Regions from separate parts of the Mus musculus genome. Here region 1 is linked to region 2. A link is a contact called in public HiChIP or PLAC-seq data. All regions are on one chromosome and are shown on one strand. The core of a region is the stretch at or near the end of the contact, and the rest is flanking DNA. Distances in the headings are between cores, read along the strand shown.

Region 1 (7,361 bases), core at 2,341-4,840, 570 kb before region 2:
GGATTTAACTGTCACTTTGCAGCAGTAATTGTTGTCAGTGTTGTAATTATTTTCTATATTAGGAAATAATGGGTAGTGTTAGAATAGTTAGCCGATAGATACTATTGTTACAGATATATTCCTCTCTAGGTGTTATAGGTATTTATATATATTAATTATTTATGTGTGTAGACAGCTTAGGGAGGTGATTCTTTCTCCCTTGTGGGTCCCAAGGATCAATCTTGGGTCATTAGGCTTCGTAGCAAACACTTTTACCACTGAGCATCTTTCGGCCTTATTCACCCATTTCTCAGCAGATCAGAGCGAGTAGATGCATAGCTTACTCTTTCAGGTTTCTTTAGTCTGCCTGTGATGATCCTCCTCATGTCTCTGCTGTAGGCCTCGCCTGTAGGACACAGTGCTGACGTACAGGTTTTTACTTTGCACAGTGCTCTCGTAAAGTTGGACACGTTCTGAGGTTGTGTTTCTTATCTGTTGTACCTTCAATAAGAAGGATTCACTAAATAGAATTTGTCTTATCTTTCTCTTTAGTCATAATTGATAAGGAGAGAGAGAGGGAGAGGGAGAGAGAGAGAGAGAACCTTTTTTGTTTTGTTTTGTTTTGTTTTTCTAGACCATGCTGGTCTAGAACTCATAGATATCTGGCTGCCTTTTTTTTTTTTTTTTTCCCTTCCTATTTCTGTTCTTAAAGGTGATATCTACAGCCATATGACTGGGCTGTAGTGGTGCACACCTTTGATCCAGCACCAGAGGCAGGCATATGTGCATGAGTTTGAGGCCAGCCTGGCCTACAGAGCTAGTTATAGCACAGTCCAAGCTACACAAAGAAACCCTGTCTCTAAAATACCAAGACAAAAAAACAAGAATAGAAATAGGGCTCTTTTATTTTCTCCATTTTCAGTAACAATAACATAGTTTGTACAATGGTTTTCCTTTATCTAATGAAACTGTTGAAGTGGTCTGTCATTTAATAGTCTGTTGGATACCTTTCCTGTTTCTTGAATATTCTTCAAGACCATGATTTCATCCAGGCTTAGACCTGTAAGGTTGAGGCAAGAGATCTGGATTTTCAGGTCAGGCTGGGCTACTTAATAAGTGTGAGGCCAGTCCCAGCTTTGCAATGAGACACTGTCAGAAAACAAAACAGTGGGATTCCAAAGCTAGTAGGATAGCTCAGGGGTAGACCATGTGCTTTGCCTGCACCAAGTCACTCCCGTCCAAACCCGGGTGCCTCATGGTTTCAGTAGCTCGTGTTCTTTGTGCTTATGATCAGTGTTTCAGTTGTCACTGTTTATTTCAGACTTTTGAGTCTCAGGGTTCTCCTTTGTTAAATGGGAATCCTGAGGTTGAGGTAGCTCACCGATATAGCCACTGCATACCATGTGAGACAGAGGCTTCAGTTTCCAGAATCAGTAAGTGGGGCAAAGCTGTTGCTTTCCAACCATCTAACCCAGGACCATTTATAAGGATCAAATACAATGATATATACTTGTAGAAGGATATTTGAAAAATAATTTTGAGTCGGGCGTGGTGGCGCACGCCTTTAATCCCAGCACTCGGGGAGGCAGAGGCAGGTGGATTTCTGAGTTCGAGACCAGCCTGGTCTACAAAGTGAGTTCCAGGACAGCCAGGGCTACACAGAGAAATCCTGTCGAAAAAACAAAAAAAAAATGTTGTGGTTATTCTTAGTACCAAAGTTATTTTTAGTCAGAGGTTTGGTTTTTGGGGGGTTTTTTTTTGCATTTATTTTATTTTTTGTGTGTATGTCTGTGCGTTTGTGCACTTGTGTGGCGGTCAGAGACACCTTGTGGGTCATTTCTCTTTTTACTTTGTGGATTCCAGGGGTTGAACTCATAAGGCTCAGCAGGAAGCCTACTTACTGGTCGAGCCATTGTGCTAGCTAGGAATGTTAAGTTTAAAGTCAGAAATAATTGTGTATAAGTTAGATGAGACTTTTTCTGTGTATATTTGGAACTGCTTTTCATCCATCCACTTATTCAAATATATTTTACCCTGTGTGTGCGCACACGCGCGCGAGAGGGACAAAAAGACAGAGACAAAGAGAGACAGAGACTGTGTGTGTGTGTGTGTGTGTGTGTGTGTGTGTGTGTGTGTGTGTGTGTGGTGGTGGTGGCTGGGGGCACATGTCTGCTGTGCCATGGTGCACATGTGGAGAACGACCATGGAGTGTCAGCTTTATCTTCTTGTGGCTCATGGTCCTGGAGATCCAGCTCAGGTAGTCAGGCTTACACAGGAGGTGCTCATATCTGCTGAGCTTTCTTGCTGGCCTAAGAACTGCATTAAAAAATTTAAATTGCATTAATTATTTATTGTGTGTGTTGGGGAGGGCAGTATTTGTGCCACAGTGCACATGTGGAGATCAGAGCACAACTTTTGGAAGTTGATTCTCTTCTTTCTCCATGTGCGTTCTGGGAATCAAGAATGGGTCATCAGGCTTGGTGGTAAATGCCTGTGCTTCTTACTGGCCCGAAAACTGATTTTATTATATATAAGCTTTTAAACTGCTTACATTGTTTTCATACCAAAACAGCTATGCAAGAGACAGCTGGGGGCTGGAGAGGTAGCTCAGCAGTTAAGGGCACTTGTTGCTCTTGCAGAGGACTGGGTTCATTTCCTATCATTCACTGCGGTGGGTGACTCATAACCATCCAATACTCTGGATCTAGGGAGATCCCTCACCCTCTTCTGGCCTCCATGGGAAATCTCTTTTTGCCTTGGCTCTCCTGGAAAACCTATGTAAAGTAGGGTGGGCTGAGACTTAACCTGCCTGCCTCTGCCTTCGGAGTGCTGGGATTAAAAGTGTGTGTCCCTATGCCCTCCCAACAATAAGATCTGCTAGGAAACCTGACCTTGGTTTTCTGCTGTCCATTTTAAAGTTAATTTTTAAATATTCATGCCAGTAGCAAGGTGCTGTGATTGCGTTTGGTAACCCAGTGAGATCTGAAATGGAGGGTGAGCTAGCAAGCTGGTCTGCTGCTTCTGTTTGTTAGGGAGGGCAGGCCTTCAGTGGTTGCTCTGTCAAGGATTGTGCGTTACAGTAGGCTAAATACTGTTGTTCACAGATGTATTGTTCAGTAATGTGTATGATGTGGGTATAAGCAGGAAATATTCAGCAAGCAGAACCTTTTAGAGTTTTTGGTTTATTTTAGAGATAAAAGTAATTGAAGTAGTATGATGCCCATTGGAAAGCACCGGGGAGGGGCATCTTTATAAGGGAGGGAGGAGACGGGAAAGGTTGGGGGTTTCTCAGAAGCCCTTTGTTTTGGCAGAGCAGAGAATGCAGTAAGGCAATGATTCTGGGGTTGGTTCTCCGCCTTCTGCTTTGTTCTCTTGACTCTGCTGTCATCTTGTTTGCCAGGCTCCTTGGCCTTTGTGGTTTGTTTATGTGTGTGCACATGCTTATGTTTGTGGTGCCTGTTGAGGCCACGGGGTGTCAGATCCCTGGGGTAAGAGTTACAAGTGTTATTGAACTGCCCGACGTGGGTGCTGGGATCTGAACTCTAGGCCTTAGAATTGAGCAGCAAGTGTTCCTTACTGCTGAGCTGTCTGCTGACCCACACTACACCTTTTTATGTTGATTCTGGTGAGTAACTCTGTATGTGGCTAGCACTTTCACCTCTCAGCCATCTCCCTGGCCCCAGCTTTATCTCCTAAAATTGTTCAATATTTGCTTAGGAAGATCAGCTGTTTGTTTTGGTGGGGGAGTGTAAGATCTCACTGTGTCGTTGAGTCTGGCTTCACCTTTTTATCTTCCTACCTTGATCCCCTGAGCCACCATATCTAGCTTTTAGAATTAAAAAAAAATTGTATAAAGCAAGTGTGTTCTAAATTTTGTCCTGTTTTATTTGTTTGCCTGCATGTCTGGTCTCCTGATGCCTGTGGAGGCCAGAAGAGAGGTCAGATCTCCCAGAACTGGATTCACAGGAGGTTGTGAGCTGCCCTGTGGGCGACTGCAATGAACCAGAGTCCTTTGGAAAAGCAGTCTCTCTAGTCGCATGGGGTTGGTTGGTTTGTGTGTTTGTTTGTTTGTTTTTCAAGACAGGGTTTCTCTGTGTAGCCCTGGCTGTCCTGGAACTCACTCTGTAGACCAGGCTGGCCTCGAATTCAGAAATCGGCCTGCTTCTGCCTCCCGAGGGCTGGTATTAAAGGTGTGCACCACCATGCCTGTCTAGTCTCATGTTTTGTTGTTTTAAAGAATGACCATATGGTGACATTGGAGAGTTGTGGCTTGTTTTCTTTTCTTTTCATATCCCCCCTTTGATAGAGTCTTTTTATATAGCCCTGGCTGTCCTGCTGTTCTAGAACTCACTAGGTAAACAAAGCTCACCTTGAACTCTTCCTTTAGAATGCTGGGGTTGAGATGTTGCCACCACTCATTCATTCATATATATATATATATACATATACACACACACACACACACACACACACACACACCTGTTTGGGTTTGTTTTTTTTAAATCACATTAGGGATGTAGTTTGTTATATTTAAATGGTTAAAGCACTTTTTGGTTATAAGTATTTTATTCAAATCTACTTTATGTTTTCTGCCCTTTTACTGTATTGGCAGAAGACTCTAAAAGGTTATGGCTGTAGGTTTTGATTTCATGGTTTTGAAATATAAATGGTGGATATAATATTTTATTTTGTGCCCTTTTCCCTTAATTTTTGACGTAGGATTCTTTCAGCAGATGAAGGCTACTCTGGTATCACTGGGCTTTTTGCTTTGTGTTTTTGAGGCAGAGTCATACTGTGCAGCCTTAGAAGTCCACAAATAATCATCCTCCTGCCTCAGCCTCGTGAGTGGGATGATTACAGGCACGAGCCACCATGCCTAGTCCGTCACGAGGATTTTAACAAACCCAGACATCCTGCTTTTGAGAGAAGTTAATATAAAGTTGCAGAGCTCCCACGCTGATATGTTGATTATAGCTGCAGGCAGAGCCTTGGTAGTTTGTCGACAGCAGTGTAATTACTGCATTAGTGACTTTGAGATATTAGATAAACAAATTTATTCTGCAGAATAAAAAGGGCTTTAAATACAAATCTTCTTTTAACAGCCTTGTTTTCTAGGGTTCCGTAATGAAAACATTTTGTATATTTATGCTCCCCACAGTTGTGGGGAGGAGTAAAGTATTTAGCAGACTTTGGAAGGCTAAGACTTTTACATTACTTAGTTTTTGTGTGAGTGTAAACATTGCACACACACACACACACCATGGTGTTTCATGGAGGTCAGGGAGTAAGGGAGTCAGCTCTCTTCTTCCATCGTGGAGGACACAGGGACCAAACCAAGGGGTTTTGTTTGTTTGTTTTGTTTGATTTACTTATTCAGACACACCAGAAGGGGGCATCAGATTCTATTACAGATGGTTGTGAGCCACCCTGTGGTTGCTGGGAATTGCACTAAAGACCTTTGGAATTGCTCTTAACCACTGAGCCATCTCTTCAGCACCCTTCCCCCACAACCCCAGGTTGTCTCTTGATGGCAAGCATCTTTCCCTACTGAGCCATCTTGTCAGTCCTCTAAGTTTTAGCTTTTAAAAGAATATATATATATATATATATATTTTTTTTTTTTTAATTTATGTGTATGTGTGTGTACCTGTGTAAGTTTATTTGTGTAGGAGCCCAGAGAATCCAGCAGTTGTCAGACTCTGGGGAATGGGAATTAGAGGTGGTTGTGGTCCTTTGCAAGAGTGGTAAGCACCTAACTGCTGAGCCATCTCTCCAGCCCCTTCTGAAGGTAATCTTTACTGGAAGTGATTGCAAGGAGAGCAGGATTAACTCTGGCTCATTACTAAACTACAGTCAGGCCTTTGAGACACGTGTGATGACTGCTTTAACGATGTTCATCTATAGTGTAGATAATGACACCATCCTGCTCTTTTCTGGCCTTCTTAAGGTAGACAGTGTTGACAGTGGCATGAGAATTAGGAGTTTGAACACAAGGCAAAGTGAAGAATTTCTGGATGAAGGGTCATTGATTCGGGAAGAAAGATACATTGAGACCTCGGGAGTTGTAGCTGCTGTTCAGATGTCTAAAGGAGGACTTAGAGAGCAGCCTGCGAATAAGACTTAACTTGGTGGTGACTGCAAGTGTGCAGGAGGGGGAGGCAGAAGGAACACAACTTTTAGGTCAGCCTGGGCTATGAGAGCTTGGCCCTACAGTTCCCCAAGTGTGTAGTACATACATATGTGCATATTACATGCTTTTAATTAGGAAATGTTTTAATATTCAAGATAATACACATATAAATACAAAGAATAAAATATAAAAAAAAATAAACTAAATCTAAAAAGAAGGGTGGGAAGGCAGGCTCGTTGGTTTTGAGTATGCACTGCTCTAGCAGAAGGTTTGAGTTTGGTTCTTAGTATCTACACTGGGTGCCTCACAGCTGCCTGCTTGTAACTCCACTTGCAAGGGATCAGACACCCTTTACTGGACTCAGGTCCCCGAACTCACATTCCACATACCCCTATAGACAGACAGACAGACAGACACGCGCGCGCGCACACACACCTGAAAGACAATCCAAAAAAAAATATGGTGGCTCAGTGGTTAAGAGGACTTCCAGAGGACCTGGGTTTGATTTCCAGTACCCAGAGGGCGGTTCACCCCATCTGTAACTTCAGCTCTAAGGCACCTAACACTCATCTTTTGCCCTCGGCCACCAGGCATGTAAATGGTGCATAAACATAAATACAGGCAAAACTCCCATACAAGTTTAAACATTTTTTATAAATTGTATAGATAGATACAGAACTTAAGAAGTAGAACATAGGGGCCAGAGACGCTGCCCAATGGTTAAGAGCACTGGCTGCTTTTCCACAGGACCGGCACTCAATTCCCAGCCCCCATTCTGTGGTGAACAGGCATCTGTAACTGTGGTTCCAGGGGATCTGATGCCCTTCCAGCCTTTTAGGCATGAGGCATATGCAAAGTGCATCGTCACACATGCAAGCAAAACACCCAGACACATAAAGTTACATTATTTGTAAAAAGAAGTAGGAATTACCATGTCTTCTGTATTTTCTGATAACTCTTGCAATGATGTTGACTTTTGTACTATTTTATTCTTGCCTGCACTGTGCAGACAAACAAACAAGAAACCCAGCTTGGTTGTATTACTCTAAGAAGCTTCAAAGATGGACAGAAAGCTTGTTAAGGAGGAAGAAACGGATTTTGTGTGAACTTGCTGTATTCTGATATAGATTGTTTTTGTTGTTTTCCCTCAGGGAAATGACAAGTCAAGGTGTAGGCACTAAGAATTGGTTCTTCATGTTCTGATAGAACTGTAACTGAACAAATACGGCTTAAGTGTGTGAAACAGCCAATG
Region 2 (6,970 bases), core at 91-2,590:
TGAGGACTTGAGTTCAGATCCTCAATCGTGCACGAGTTACCCATTGAGCCATCTCTCCAGTCCATGACGGGGTAGTGGCTTTTTATTGTTGCTTGTTAAGGATAAGTCGGTGCTTTCCGAATGTTCCCTCCACTGCATGGCCATCTGTGATGAAGCCAGAATTTCAAACAACTAGATGAGTTCGATAGCAAACAGGCAGACACACACAAAATACTTTTTAAAAATATAATAAAAATGTTTAAATCGCTATTGAAATGGAGCCATAGGGAGCTGCCCACACCACTGCCACCCTAAGTCTTTTAGTATGTACCCATATCTCAGTCATAATAAACTAACTACACCTATGGTATACGGGGTGAGAAACAAGGGGGAGAGGGGAGGGAGAGGGAGAACACTCTGCTCCAAGACTTTACTGTGGCACCCACAATATTCCCAAGCAAGCAGGCCCCTTACTGCTCATTCAAGGAAAAGTCTGGTGTTATGTAGCACTGGGGATACCTAGGTATGCCATCACCCAGGAAGGGTTACTATGGTCACTTAAGACTTCTACAAACAGGCTTGGGAGCCTGGACCTGCCTTGTCTTTGGGGGTCCCCTCTGTTCATCTGACATGCTCTCCCTATGAAGTGCCCCCCCCCCCAGTACTGGTCTACCTACTCCTAAATGGCCAAGACTTCCTCACCCTCTTGAACCCCAGTGGAGACTACACATCAGGTAGGGCTGTAGGGTGCTGCCCCCATCTGGCCATGGTCTCAGGTTGATCTTAGATGCTTCTGTGCGAGGTGATTGGTCTTCCCTGCTGCCCTGCTGCAAGGCTGGCTGTAGGGACTTCCTTAGATCTCAGACAAGGCCTGCAAGATCATCCTTAGAAAACTATCGCCTGACCTCCGTCCCCCTGAGCCCCTAACCCTGGCTGCCCTTTACTCCCAGAAACCACCTTCTTCCCATCATCCTTTCAATGTCTCCTGTAAATTTCTCTTCCTCCTCTCCTCTTCTTCTGATTCTCTCTCCCTCTTCACCCCTCCGCCTTCCTCCTCCTCCTCCTCCTCCTCCTCTGCCCCTCCTCTTTCCTCTCTTCCCTTCTGAAGATATCCCGCAGGTCCCTGGTCAGTGAAGCTCCCCAGCCCTCTTCCCAGATGAAGACATCACCTTCTATGCATTGCTAGAGAGAATGGCAGTTCCTCACCTCCATCTATGCTAAGCCCCAAGGCTCAGGGACAGGTGTGACAGGCGGAAGGCATCCTGCTTGTTTTCCTGGAGGCCTGCATCCAGGAAGCTCCCCAAGCCAGGCTAGGCAGCCTATTGACTCACAGGGCCCTGAGTCACGCCCTGCCCTGGGTTTCGGTCTGTCCCAGCTCCAGAGGGACCAGGAGACAATCCCACTTCCTGTCCCTGTTGAAGCTACTGGTGTGTGGGAGCCCTCGGATTGGCTGTCGTGTGTGTTGTTGTGTGTCTCCTGGCTTTCACCCATATGTGACTCATTTATGCCACACGTGATCCTTTATACATTCACTTATATGTGAGGACCTAACTGTAGGTAGATTCCCACTCAAGTGTGAATGTGCGTGTGTGTGTGTGTGCGCGCGCACGCGTGTGTAACACACATACCAGTGGCTGTTACATAGCTCTTTGTTCCCATATCGGTCCCCAGTTAGTTCTGAAGACCCCTAAACATAGACAAAGAGTAGGGGACCCAGCCAGACTGGTGGCTGCTCATCTTCCCGTGACTCCATCCTGACAAATTTATGCCAAACTAGAGAGGGCTGGGACAATCCCCTTTACCACACACCTTGAGGATCTCGAGGGAGGCCAGTACCACAGAGGCCCCTCCATGCTGCCAGGCACCCTGTGACTCTGGACTCCCTGTCAGAGACCCCACATACCAACCCCCACCCCCAGCAAAACTGAGTGGCGGGGAACACCTCACAGGGTGCCCGGTGGGACCCAGCTTTGACTCACAGCCACAAGCAAATGGAGTGAGGTTCCCCTGGCGCCCTGGCTCCCCACCCCCACCCTCAGAACTGTGCTTCCCGCAAAATCAATCATCCTGCCACTGGCATTGCGGGAAGTGGGGGGGGTGAACAGGAGACTTGTGGGGCTCGTGTTCCCTTTTAGGGTGGCAAGCACATGTGGGTCGGGTGGGTAGACACTGCTGGGCACCAGTTAGGGAGGGCCCAAAGGGCCTCCAGGCAAGCCCTAGGCCCCTCTTCCGGTGGCCAAGCCAGGCTCAGAGAGAAAAGGTACAGTAGGGAAAACTAGACAGTATGAGGGGCTGGCTGAAGATGCGGGGGTAAGTGGGGCGCTGAAGGAGGAGGGGGGCTTGTAAGCAGCCTCAGTTGTGTTAAGTGTCTCCAGGAGTAATATGACACAGGGTCTGCGCCTGTGGTGAGGTGCCAGGGAACTGCCCCTTAGATTTCCTCCCTCTGTTGGCCTTGGCTGCCTGGATTCTGCCATCAGAGAGCTAGCATGTGCTCCAAGGAGGGGACCACAGACTCCCCTGTTACCTGGAAAAAACTCCTGTGGTTGGGGAATTGAGGAGCAGCTGGAAGCTCTCAGATACAATCCTCTCCATCCATCACTGTCAGTGTTCACATTCGCACAAGGCTCGAGTGGGTAAGGCCTGCAAGGGTGGCCTGGCAGCAGGTTTTAGTGTTATACTATTTTCACTTTCGCTTACCAATGAGGAAACAAAGGTCACAGAGAGGAGGCAGCGTGGAGCGAGTGGTTGGCCAGCGAAGGTATGGTCTGCCGACCGTGCTCCCACAGCAAGAGCATTAGGCTAGGAGTCCCTGCTGGAGCAAGGCTTGCTCGTGGTATCACCCACTCCGCTGTGTCTCCTCCCTGGGCCTCTACTTCCCCTTCTGTAAAATGGAGTCACTGATCCCTGCCCTGCCCCAAGGGGATAGTGCAGGGAGTGACCGGTGCTACCAGATAGGAGAGGCCTTTAGAAACCTCCCTTGGCGTGGCGCTGCCATTGCGTAGCTGTCGGCAGCCAATCTGCTTCCAGCATGGCCTCATCTCTCTGTGCCCAGGGGCAGCAGACAGACTGGACAAGGTTTTCTAGATCCCATGCTCTGTGATAGTAGGAGTCTCCAAGCTAATCATATCCTCCTCCACAGGCAACTGTCCACAGGTAACTCACGGTCTCCTCTCTACCATGAGCTGGTGGGACCTTGGCAGGACTTTGCATGCTGAAGATTATCCCTCCCCCCCCCCATCCCTGGTCACTGGGAAGGGGGCATGGGGATGGTGGGCCAGGTTGGCAATGTGAATATTAGCTGGTGTGAACTAATTTGATGGTGCTGATAAGTGCTGCGGGTGCCTGGGGCCACAGCCCCACCCAGCACCCCCACACACACACTCCACCCCCGCTGATAACATCAGGATTGAGCTGTCCTGGCTCCTTGTTCTCGGGTGATGAAATCACGGCTCCATCAGGCTGGCTAGCTTGGCTCTTACCAAATCGTTGTAATTGAGATTAATTTGGGGGCGAATTGGGTCAGCCCTCACAGGCACCCATTAATTAGTGGAGGAGGCTTAGTGCACCAACAGCTGGGCCTTGCATCCAGCGGGGCTGGAGCCGTCCAATAGGGAGCACTGAGTGAGAGATGCCCTGTGACATGGTGTGTCCCAGGGCACGGGGCAAGCTGGACAAAGGCTCTCCAACTCCAGGCCAGGCCAATCCCCAAGCCTTTTCCCGCTGAGTGCTTTTCTCCCACACTAGGAAGGGAAGGGGGCATCGGGCTTCTGACTCTGGTCCAAAGACTGCTCTAGGTCTCTGTGAATTAAAGGGCTCATTACAAGGGTGGGGAGGGGGGAGGGGGGAGGGGTGCTCCGAGGCTCCTTGGACATCAAACAGCTCTTGCAAAACTTTTCAGATGAGTTAAGTGCAAATGAATTTGAAACAGACAATGAGGTTCCCTCCAGAGACACCTGGGCAGAAAAAAAATGAAGGGAAAAGCGCCCGAGGAGAAGAAGCTCATTTGGAGATTTTTTTCTCCCCCTGAACCCAAAACATAACAGGGAAAACAAACCTACCCGTCTACACTGGGTGCCAGCGGCAGACAGACACGCCCTGACTCAATGCCGGGCTGGCAGCAGGCTGGGCGCATCCACACGAGGCCTGGGCGCACGTGTGGGAGCGGAGAGCTGTGGGGGGGGGGGTACAGGGACGGAACTGTGGGGCACACATATGTGCAGAAGTGGCAGCAGCTCTGGGATGGCGCCGAGCTAGGAGCCAGGAGAATATGGGCCCTGTAGATGGCCCCAGGGGAGTGAGGTGTGGCAGGTGGGGCCTATGTCCTGGCTATGTGCAGTGAGAGACCCAGTCCAGGCCCCTGGCACCTTCTGGTCATATTTATGCCCCTGATTCCTGGGTAAGGCCCTCCTGATAGCCAAGCAGGTGAGGTGTCCAAGTTGGGGCCAGGAACCTTCCTGCCCCACCCTACTGGTCCAACCCGCTTCTCCCTATTGCTCCTGTGTCTTATTTTTCCCTTGTGAATCTCTGAGACACAAAGGTAGATTGAATCACTAGCAACCAGCCATACTTCTGCCCGCCCTGAAGCCCTAGCCTACCCCCAAGGACCCAAAAGGAGGCGGCTGCTGGGGCCTGGGCAAGGATGACATTTGAGGAAGTCTTGCACTAAGTCCTTGCGGAGTCTCCATGAATGGCACAGGCTGGGCCCTCCCAGAAGGCTCCAATGGAGCCACCTCCTGGCTGTGTGCATTTGCAATTCATGGCTCTAACAGAGATTGCATTAGCGCTCTCCTCCCCGCCCCCAACCCCCCCTCCCCCGCTGTCACTATGATGAATGCCGCTTGATTTCTAGAAAAAAAAAAACTGGCCCGGGATACACGGTGACAAGATAGGGCCTGGGGACCAGGGCGTGGCTGGTGTCCTCTGTAACCTAAAACTTGTCTCCTCAGAGGCTCTCAGGGCCACACCGCATGAGCTATGAGCAAAGGACACGCCCCCTACAATTTCCTTCTTACTAAGACCTCACAGTCCCTGCCCCTGGGGTCCGCCCAACAGGCCGACTCCTCGGTTCTCAGCTTGTGGGTCTCGACCCCTTTGGGGGTGCAACAACCTTTTCACAGGGATCACGTATCAGATACCCCGATATCAGATATTTACATTATAATTCATAACAGTAGCAAAATTACAGTTATGAAGTGGTAATGAAACTAATTTTATGGTTGGGGTCATCACAGCCAGAGGAACTGTATTAAAGGGTAGCAGCATTAGGTCAGTTGAGGACCACTGAGAGAGGAAACTCAGTGTTGGGAGAGAGTCTGCCCACTTCACAGACAAGAAAACAAAGGTCTAAGAGAAGAGAGAAGCCAATATTTTGGCTAGAAGTCATTAGATAGGGCCCAGAAGTCAGGAGGGGCACAGCTCCTGAGGGGAAGGTCTGGGAGATTCCTGGAGAGGTAGAGGGAGCCCTTATTGGCTGCAGCCCTTCCTGTAATCCTGGTCCTTAGGGACCTAGGTCTGCTTAAACCCTGCCCAGGCTCCCTGGCAACCTCCTCCTCCTCCTCCTCTTCTTCTTCCTCCTCCTCTTCCTCCTCTTCCTCCTCCTCATTCCACAGGCCTGAGGCTTTAGCTTTGGATGATGTGGTGGGAGGAGGTCCCTCCCTCTCACCTATGACCCTGCCAGGGGAGTAGGCGACTGGGTATAGTAATTGGTTGGCTGGCTGTGCACACAGCATGGGTGTTTTCAGAAGGAGCAAATGGATAAATGAATGCTAATGAATGAGTGAGAGAGGGCGTGGTCTCCAAAGGAAAGACTGTGGCCTGATGGTGCCACTTCTGAACTCCTGCTTACCAGGGTCCTGTGTCTGGGCCCTTGCTGGCTCTGCCCTATGGGTATGTCTTTTGCTGAGCCAGATGGGGGAAAGAGCCTGGCTGTGGCACAGTCAGAGTCAGCTTCCGTAGCACTCACAGAAGGGACAGGGACAGAACAGACTGAGAGGGGGGAAAAAATCCCAGGTGTAGACTGGAGCCTGGCCATCCTGATAACAGCTGTTCCCGGTGTCAGGGGCCATGCAAAGGGACACTGAAGTGATGGGTGCTGGCTTTGTCATATGCTCACAGGTGGGGATGTGGGACTCAGGGATGAGCAGTGAGCTGACCGGGAGCCACAGTGTACCTACAGCCTCAGTTGGGCTTGGTGTGTTTCTGTGGAGAGATAGCCTCTCTGGCCCCATCAAACATTACAGGGCCACTCCTGGTGTGGCCTCAACTTCCCAGAGGGAGTTCTTATCCTGGCATTGTTTGGTCAACTTGACAAGTCTCTCCCAGAAAACCAGATGTCTATTCCTTACAGCTGCCCACCCGGTTTGTCCCCAGGTGGCCCCGGCAGTCCTCAGTGTCATTCTGACATATGGGTTTCCCTCAGCAACAAGGCCAGAGTCCAGACCCAGGTCCACTCGAAGGACCCTTCTGCTCCACAACCAGGCTGTACTCCCTGTCCATGGTCCAGATGAGCAGATAGATGCCCATTTGCCTCCTAGGCTACGAAGAGCTAAGCCACATTCTGGGTAAGTTAGAGGCTCAGGTCCAACCCCTCGGCCCTCCACCATACCTTTCCAGGTGAAGCCCAGAGCCAGGAGCAAAACACACTGGGTCTGAAGGGTTCAGATCCCAAGTCTCCCTCATAAGCTGTGTGACCACGCACTTACAGCTTCCCCTCTCTGAGCTTTAACTTCCTCATCTATAAAATGGGCGTGGTTATGCTTTCGGTCAGCATGGGGCTTCAAGCATTCTTCCCTCTGAGCCTTGGGTCCTCATCCACTCTGCCCTCCATCATCTCCAGTGGCTGCCAGCTGCCATTGGGGCATTGTTTAAATCTACAGATGTCTGCCATGCCCTGTTCTTCCCACAGATACCCCAGGGACCGTTTCCTCCTCACAGATGCCAAAGCCATCCTTCAGACTCCCAGAGGAGGGGGCCTCTCAGCTCCCCTATCCCA

What was found. HiChIP or PLAC-seq counts read pairs in DNA pulled down with a chosen protein or histone mark.
Region 1: a contact with region 2 is called in a FOXA1 HiChIP or PLAC-seq map of pancreatic cancer cells. The contact joins two enhancer-like sites. A contact is called at or near these places in 2 of 115 datasets of contacts at active chromatin or transcription factors (embryonic stem cells and pancreatic cancer cells) and 1 of 9 other capture datasets (embryonic stem cells).

Annotation. Positions count from the first base shown.
Region 1 is chr4:149,278,485-149,285,845 of GRCm38.p6, reverse strand. All of the region lies in intron 2 of Kif1b (kinesin family member 1B), which reads left to right. Among named protein-coding and RNA genes, the nearest start is that of Kif1b, 26 kb to the left of the region's middle. Within about 2 kb of position 3,590, at least 56 of the 459 cell types and tissues checked have an H3K27ac peak or open chromatin away from gene starts, as enhancers often do. A contact at or near this core is called in pancreatic cancer cells, where this site is marked.
Region 2 is chr4:148,709,366-148,716,335 of GRCm38.p6, reverse strand. No RefSeq gene overlaps it. Among named protein-coding and RNA genes, the nearest start is that of Gm32897, 35 kb to the left of the region's middle. Within about 2 kb of position 1,340, at least 60 of the 459 cell types and tissues checked have an H3K27ac peak or open chromatin away from gene starts, as enhancers often do. A contact at or near this core is called in pancreatic cancer cells, where this site is marked.